Regions from separate parts of the Mus musculus genome. Here region 1 is linked to region 2. The links are chromatin contacts, called in public Hi-C maps. All regions are on one chromosome and are shown on one strand. Each heading gives the region's core, a stretch centred on a gene start, on an enhancer-like site or on the middle of the called end of the contact. The rest is flanking DNA. Distances are from core to core; before and after follow the strand shown.

The links. Hi-C and Micro-C count contacts between places; a contact is called where the count stands out from the background.
Region 1: a contact with region 2 is called in a Hi-C map of cerebellar granule neurons, with 2.9 times the contacts expected there. The contact joins two enhancer-like sites. A contact is called at or near these places in 14 of 484 Hi-C or Micro-C datasets (brain, cerebellar granule neurons, cerebellum and 5 more) and 1 of 115 datasets of contacts at active chromatin or transcription factors (fibro-adipogenic progenitors).

Annotation. Positions count from the first base shown.
Region 1 is chr4:66,767,351-66,771,650 of GRCm38.p6, forward strand. No RefSeq gene overlaps it. Among named protein-coding and RNA genes, the nearest start is that of Tlr4, 58 kb to the right of the region's middle. Within about 2 kb of position 1,566, at least 26 of the 459 cell types and tissues checked have an H3K27ac peak or open chromatin away from gene starts, as enhancers often do. A contact at or near this core is called in cerebellar granule neurons and cerebellum, where this site is marked.
Region 2 is chr4:66,522,040-66,525,880 of GRCm38.p6, forward strand. No RefSeq gene overlaps it. Among named protein-coding and RNA genes, the nearest start is that of Gm25480, 20 kb to the right of the region's middle. Within about 2 kb of position 1,617, at least 18 of the 459 cell types and tissues checked have an H3K27ac peak or open chromatin away from gene starts, as enhancers often do. A contact at or near this core is called in cerebellar granule neurons and cerebellum, where this site is marked.

The DNA of each region.
Region 1 (4,300 bases), core at 316-2,815, 250 kb after region 2:
CACACATACAGCATGTTTCAACCATTATTGTACATAGAAAGTGGCCTTCCAGGACATGGACTTTTTCATTGTGTGCATCTGTGAAAAATGTGAAAATTATAACAGGGTTAAACTAGTCTCTGTTATAATGAACTATATAATAGGAAGTGACCAACCATAAGGGCATTCTGCTTAGGCTTTCACATCTTGCCACTGTGGCAAGATGAATTTTCAGATGCTGAGATTATAGTTTGTGAGAGACTTCTGAAGCCAGGCTAGGGGGTCTACTGCTGACAATCCATTATGCCTTGCTTACTGTTCATGCCTGATTTGAAATGTTTTCACTATATTGTCTTTTGTCCCTTCCAAATGCTACCATTTTGTTTATTTAAATATGTCTTCTCTTGGCTAATGTAACATCCTCCATTGGGAATTCTGTCTTAAAAGGTGACCCACAGCCTAGGTAACGTCACCAGCCCCTGATTTACATGTTTAAACAAATTATAGCATGTTTACCTGAGAGAAACCAAAATGTGATTCATAATTTGACTCCTGGGTATTTTCAATGCACATGTATTCTCTGACCATACTACTTTCTTAATAAAACATGCTTTGTTTACACTTCGTATCATGATGGACTTGCATACTTACTGAGTGCATATTCACGTTACGCATCTTAGTGTAAATGGGAATGATTGCAACGCTGATCTATCTTACTACTCAGGACCTCCAGAGTCACTAGCATAACAAGTCATAATAATACTAACTAGAATTCTCTGAAGAATTGAAAAGATGGAATGAGTGTATATTACAGAAATGATCTCTTTGAGTAGGTTATACTGTCTGGGCTATATGGTCTTAACAATGGCTGTTTGTGTGTCAGAGAGGCTAAGAACTCAGTAGCTACTCAGTCTATAAGCAGAATGAATCTGGTGATGTAGGGTTGGAGGATTCTTAGAGAGACGCTGTTTTTCAGCACATGTTGGGGGCTAATCAGACCTTAGATGCAATACAATATTCTCTTTATTCAACTAGGTAAAACCCAAAAGTGACTGTGTTTTACTCCAGGACACATAGTTCGGATTGGTAAAGCTATAGTTCTGATATAGATATGAAACATGGGAGACCCGGGAAGAGGTTACTCAGGCAGGAAAATCAGACTTGGTAAGGAAATAGTGAATATTTTTTTGTGCTTTTGCTGTCTTCAAAATACATTTTAAAAACTCACTGCTACTTAGAAGTACCATATGTTAGTCTAGGAGCATTATTTCCACATATTTTATAATTTCAGTAGGTGCTACAAGTGAAATAAATAAAATGAAAGGGATTTGGAAGTCAGAAAGGTTAACTGCATCTGGGTAAAGGACATGATTCTTCATCAGTATCTTTCTTAAAATAGAAGATAGAAGCATTCTACAAAAGGGTGCTATAAGGATTAAATATGTGATAAAAGCCCCTAAATATATTTGTCCTCCGTGCCATCACTAGGAACAGGGAAGATGCCATCCGTGATCTGTCAAGTCCTGTTCTCTCTTGTCAGTTTAAGCTTCAGTTTTCCTGAACGCTTAAGTGGGGTGCAGTGCCAGTTCTTCCCACATGATGGAGATGCAGGGCCACAAAAAGGGTTGAGAAGAATGTATTTATGAAGCATGCTTTAGGCGAACCAGAAAGTAAAGATTCTCCAGACCACAGGCCATAGTTACTTGAGGGGCCACAAGCAGATAACCTTAGATCAAACACAGGTGCTGTCATTCTGTAGCTCTGCTTGACTCAAAATTCTTCTCAAGGTGTAGCTGATGAAGCAATGAACATTCTAAATTATACTTACTTTAAACATGTAAGAGGATGTTTATGTTTCTGTCCTCCTGTGTCCCTGTTTTCTTTCTGTCTGGATTATGTCTATGCTTAAGAAACAGTTGCTTGAAGCTTGTTATCCAATGTGTTAGTTGGAGGGATAAATGTTTGGGTGCTGTTGTGTGCACCTGTAAGAAAAGGTGAAGAGTGGGAAGGGACACCAGTCCAATGCCCAGCCATACATGCCACCTCCTCAGTGTTCTGCTCAACTGTAAAATTTTTGAGGAGCCTTTGTGTCTGGGCAAACGAGAGATTGTATATGTATGCATTATGTGTGTAGTTATGCTAAACGTGTTATTTTATGTGCAGTAATGTGTGCATTGAGTATGTGCATGTGAGACTGGGTGTGCATAGTTGCATCTTGCCTATGATCATATGTCATTAAGCGGGCCTGGATGTCTGTATAGATTAAGCACATATAGAATTACTGTGTGCATGTGTGTTTGGATTATGCTCATGTGTGATTCTGACTCATGCTTCTGTGTGTTCTGTATGTATGAGCATGATTATACACATACACATATTTGATCATGTGTACATGAGTATTATGCACATTGGGTCAGCTCCTGTGATGCTGTATACATGTATGTGTCTCACTGTCCAGTTCCCATCCTCTTGCAAGAGATCACCTCAGTTTCTATCATAGTTCTATTGCTCCAAAACACAAACTATGTGGAACAGAAAGAGGTTAGGCTGAGAAATGATAAGTCTTCCAAGAAGAGAAAGAACGAGTGCAGGAGAATCCTTGCTTTGAGTGTGCCTGTGGTATGTGCATGAGGTGTTAAAAATACTATGGGAAGCAGTCCTAGAGGGGAGTGATGCTGATTAGATAGCCATCCTTCATCAGGAAATTTCTAAGCAAGAATCTACGTTCCATATCTGGAGAGGAAAACATAAGGTCCATGACCAGAAGATGGTGGTGCTGAAGAAGAGATGGTGTGTGTGTGTGTGTGTGTATGTGTGTGTGTGTGTGTGTGTGTGTGTGTGTGTGTGTGCATTTTTTTTTGTTTCTATGCGCATTCACGTAAGCATAAATTGTGCCCGTTTTCCATTTTATTTTACAAAGACAGAACTCAAATTTTAAGTCACAATTGATTTCCAGAAATCATTATTTCTAAACACTCCCAGTCAAATTCCCCATTCCTTTATATCTTTAGTATTTGGATGAAATTACTTTGTGTTCTTAATCTTACATGATGACAGAAAGGACTGTTCAAATGTTCCACTGGCTTAGACATTCCAGGCATGGGTTGTCTCTTTCTACTCTCTCCCCTTAGCTACCTGTGGCCTTATCCCTTCTTTCATGCCATATATTGTCCCCCAGTATAGGGAGACAAGGTAGTAATCTCTATTTGATTTTTTCTATTTCTTACTTATGATGCGACTAAGAAACATTTTCCCACATATTCATATTTGTAAAGACTATTTTCAAAGACATGCATGCTGGAGAGACTGTGTGGGTGGGATTTGAGGGAGAATGTGTTATGATTTTTTTGTTACCATAATTATTTACTAACCTTTTATTCAAGGACTGTGATGGAAGATCGACAAAACAACTCCCATCCTCTAATCAATTATTGCTGGAAGACAATAAATATCTATTCAGTGTTTCCTTTGTGTTCTCGGAGAGAAGGATATATTGATTGCCTTTAAAGTTGGGGCCTCTCCAAAGACACCAGGTAGGCAGTCACAACTGGTTTTGCTAATCCAATAATCTTTGTGAGCCTAGTTTACATGAAGACAACAGCAATAAGAATAAAAATAGTAATTTACTTTGGTACTAGCTGTTAAGCTTTATAAAACAATGACATCTATCTGCATTACAAAATTGAATTCTTGCGGCACCCCTACAAGGTAGTTATAAACTTAATGTATTTTATTGATGAAGAAACTAAAGCTGAGAATCCTGGTTTGGAATTAATATTTGGCCTTTCATTTTCTTTCAGATCAAAGGAGAGTTAAATACTTCTTTAGATATGAACACTGAATTTAAGTAAGATGGAACCAGGTCAATCAGGCACAAAGTTGATAAAGAGTTCATAGTCCCTTTGGAAAGACATCTGCTGCAAGCTCCAATTTCACTCATTCGATGAAATTCTTGGTCACATAGGCTTCTCTAAACCTTAGTTTGTCTATCCTGAAAGTAGGGATAGTGGCATGTTGACCTTGAGAATGTTAAAGGAGATGACTCATATAAAGTGTACAGTGTGTGTTCAATATTTACCCATTCTTAACATGGAAGGTAATATGCACGAGAACCATACATTCCTAGGCACCCTTTAAGCCATTAGCAGATACCAGAGGGAGAAAAATATTGTGGCTTATCCATTTCAGCACACAAAATTACCATACAATATAGCTACTTCTAACAGTAAGGGAGGAGGTGTCAGCTAAGCCAATATGATAGGGGAACCATAAGCATAAAGACTTCAGTTGAATCCTCAAAACACCCAAGAGAAATTGGGTG
Region 2 (3,841 bases), core at 367-2,866:
TTGGCGAGTGCTATTATTGGTTCCATTTCTGGATAAGGAAACAATACAATGAGATCATCACTCATTCAAGGTCATGCAAATACAAGGTCAAAGACCAGTGTGCATCTTTGCGGCTGTACTATATTGAGATGCCTTAATCTGGAAGAAAATGACTTTCTTTAATATCAGCATTTATATTTCAACACCAGGCCAATGCAAATTTATGTAAATAGACATGCAGATCAGCTGCTACCCTGGCATTGGTGCCAGCTTCCCCTCAGGGATGTCAATGTAACAAAATTTAGCCATTGTCAATGATCTGAGCTACCACATGAGCAGACATTTCCTTAATTCCCTACATTTCTCAGACATGGAGGCAATACATATATTCACAGAGCTTGTGCTTTTATATGTTTTAATTTTATCTTTTTTTTTCCTTAGGTTTTCAACTGTGGGTAGTTGATACTCATTTACAAGGAGACCAGTTCTTCACTTCTATCTCATACTGCCTTTTCACACTCTTTGCTTGTGAGCCTTGCTGCAGTCCTGCAGGGGGGCCAAGCAAATGTTAGCATGGCTCTTGTGCTGAGGAGAAGTTTGCTCAGGCTCCCTCTACAGTTGCTCTGGTGCCTGTTGTAGCATTTTTAGACTTTTCCTGATGGTGTCATATCCTTTCTTTGCTGAGTGCAGGGAGGGAAGCTAGCAACCCCGTGGACTAATGGAAAGGAATGGCTTTTACTTTTTTCCTGTATTTTTATTTTATATGTATGGATGGGTTGCCTGAATATGCATGTCCATGTACCACATCTGTGCCTGGTGCTTCCCGAGGTCAGAAGAGGGTTTAGATCTCCAGTGAGAAGAGTGACAGACAGTTATGAGTCACCATGTGGGTGCTTGGTATGGAACCTGTGTCCTCTGGAAACACAGCCAGTTGTCACCACTGAGCTGTCTATCCATCTTCATACTGCTCTTTTGAAAAAAAAAAAAAAAGAGCTCGGGATATCCCTTAGTTGGTAGTGTGAGTGTCTATTATGCATAGAACATGGGTGGGTACTCCAGCCCAGCACAAAGCAGGTGTGTTGCCTGTTATCCCAGGGCACAGAAGGTAGGGGTGGGAGATTCAGACATTCCAAGGTCATCTTTGGCTTCAAAGAGAATTCTAGGCTAGCCTGAGCTACCTAGGGAGAGTGGGTAGTAGGACAAACACATAACCATGGGAAGACTAGCACTGTAATAAAGAAAAGGGGGTCATTTAAGAGCAAATAAGGTATCGCTAATAATTACACTAATGTAGCTAGTATAAACTTAGAAATCTTGAGAAAAGGTGAAGGCATGATCACCCCGGCTAAAAAGCAAAACCTCGATTTCTATGCACCATAGTGACTCTCTCTTTGTTCTGAGTTTTAGAAAGGTAAAGCATGCCCAGGGTCACATAATAAATACATGGCAGAGCTGTCTGTCCGATTCCAAAAGCTTGGGCTGTGGCAGATATCACAGATGGGGACTCTTGACATTCTAGCCACGAAAGAACTGACCGCATACTTCCTTTCTGCTCCCGGTTATGCTGCCAGCCATTGTCCTTGGATATGGGAACTCAGGTGAAGTGTGATGACTGTGCTGTCCCAGAAGAGGGCAGTGTTGCCATGTCAGCCAAGTCAGAGGCTACAGGAAACAGGAAGGAGGCCTGGATTGAGCAGGACTAGTGGCCTGGCTCAGCATCCCTAGAAAAGCCAGCCCCACCAGGCTGCCTCAAAACCAGCTGCTTCCCTGGCTTGCATCCCCTGAATCCTCACGGTAGATAAAGCTGCTGTCCCCATCACCTGTCTACTGGCTCCCATGATCCAACACCTGAACAAATTAGAGAACTCTGTGCCACCTGGGGTACAAAGAGGCCCAGAGAGAGTTTCCAGATAGAAAATAGGAACCGTTGCCATTTTTTATTTGCTCAGAATTATTCTAGAGCTGGGAGTGCTGTTGACATACTTGTTACCACTTAATCTTTAATAAGGAATCATTTTCATGGGGGAGCTGAGTTCTGGATCCATGCCAGTTTAGATAATTATATTCCCCCAGAAGACTGAAGCTGCTAAGGCAGAATTCTTTCCAAGAAGAGTGAGAAGTCTCAAAGACTGAGATTAAGTGTAAAATAGAGATTGGGGGTGGGTATCAAAAATGGTCTGTGGGAAAGAGACACCATGGCTTGATGAGGGCAAACCTCAAAGTGGCGCCACATAGCAGATTGTTTTTTTCTTCTTGTTTCCTTTGGGCTCATGGAGAGTGAGAGTCATTTGTAGTTTTTTGTCTGTAAGAAGGAATTCAAATTTTGCTCTTTTTAAAAAGGCACCTGATTTACAGGGGGTGTGAAACAAAGCAGAAAATGCTAAAAGGAGGGGGAATAACAGTTCACATGAGAAGAAAAATGAATACAGAAAAAAAAATCCTTTTAACAGTTTCTCTCATCTAAAGTGGTTAGGACAGCGTTTTTTACATTAACTTCAGCATTCTCTCAGAAGGGGATAAAAATGCCCTGTGATCCTCAGCTAAGAATTGCTGGTGATTTTATATCCTCTTGCTGGCATAGATCGTAATCAACCGGAAAAACCTCAAAATGACAAACAAACAAAAGACAGCTTTGTTCTCTGAGGTTCATTAGCTCCGGACAAGGCTGAGAAGCATCAGAAAATGAGGTGCTAGAAGCAGGCAATGTACAGAGGTCACGTTGGGGTAATTCAACTCTCCCCACTGTACCATCCTGTCCCTCTCTTTGGTTGCCAGAGGCCTGGTTGCTCCAAAGAATTGAGAGAAACTGAGGCTGAGGGGTACAGCTCAAGGGTGGTTAGAAAGAAGAGGCTCCTGGGCTAGTTCACGCTGAGCCCAAAGTTACTCACCTCTGCTTTCAAGGACATTACAGAGTAGCAAGCTTCATTTCTTCTTCCAGCCCAATCCCTCTTTGTTGCATCCTCATTAAGTCCAAATGGCATCTTATTCATGGACACATACGATTAGAAACCTCAAGGAAGCGGGTTCCTCTTTTCTCTTTCTCACCATTATTGAATTCAATCTCTCCTTCCCACCACTCCCCTGCCTTCTTCCTTCTCCCTTCTTCTTCCTCTGCCCCACCCCCACTCTTCACATTATTTCACCCTTATTTTCTTACCTATGACTACTTAAATAGAATCCCGTCAGCACACTATTATTGTTATATTATATTACATGTATGTGAGTGTTTTGCTTGTATCTACACATGTTCACCACATACATACCTGGTGCCTGTGGAGATCAGAAGATGTCATTCAACCCTTGGCACTAAATTTACAAAAGGTTGGATACTATCATGTAGGTGATGGAACCTGAAATTGGTCTTCTGCACAGCTGCAATTGCTCTTAACTGCTGAGGCACTTCCTCAAGGGATGCCTTCAGCTCATTTTTGATAGCACAGTTTCTCTCCAAAGCCTTTCAGAAGCTTGTTTGTCTACACAACCAGCTTGAATTATCGTAATTTGGTGTCCTAGGTCTTTTGTGAAACGGCTTCCATCTGCCTTCCAAACTGTTTTTAGCCTAAAGTGCCTGACTATTTTCCGTTTTCCAATCATGTAATAATTCAGTTATTCCTCAACATATTCTCCTCTATGTCTTTATTCATTGTCTTAGTTAGGGTTTTTATTAGTGTGATAAAATGCCCCCAGCAAAATCAACTTGGAGAAAACTTAAGTGTTTATTTCATCTATGTCTCCAGGTAACAGTGCCTCACTGATGGAAGTCAGGAAAAGAACTCAGGAAGGGCAGAAATTTAGAGACAAGAATTGATATAGAGGCCATGAAGGGTCCTGTTTATTGGTTTGCTCTCAAGGCTTGCTCACT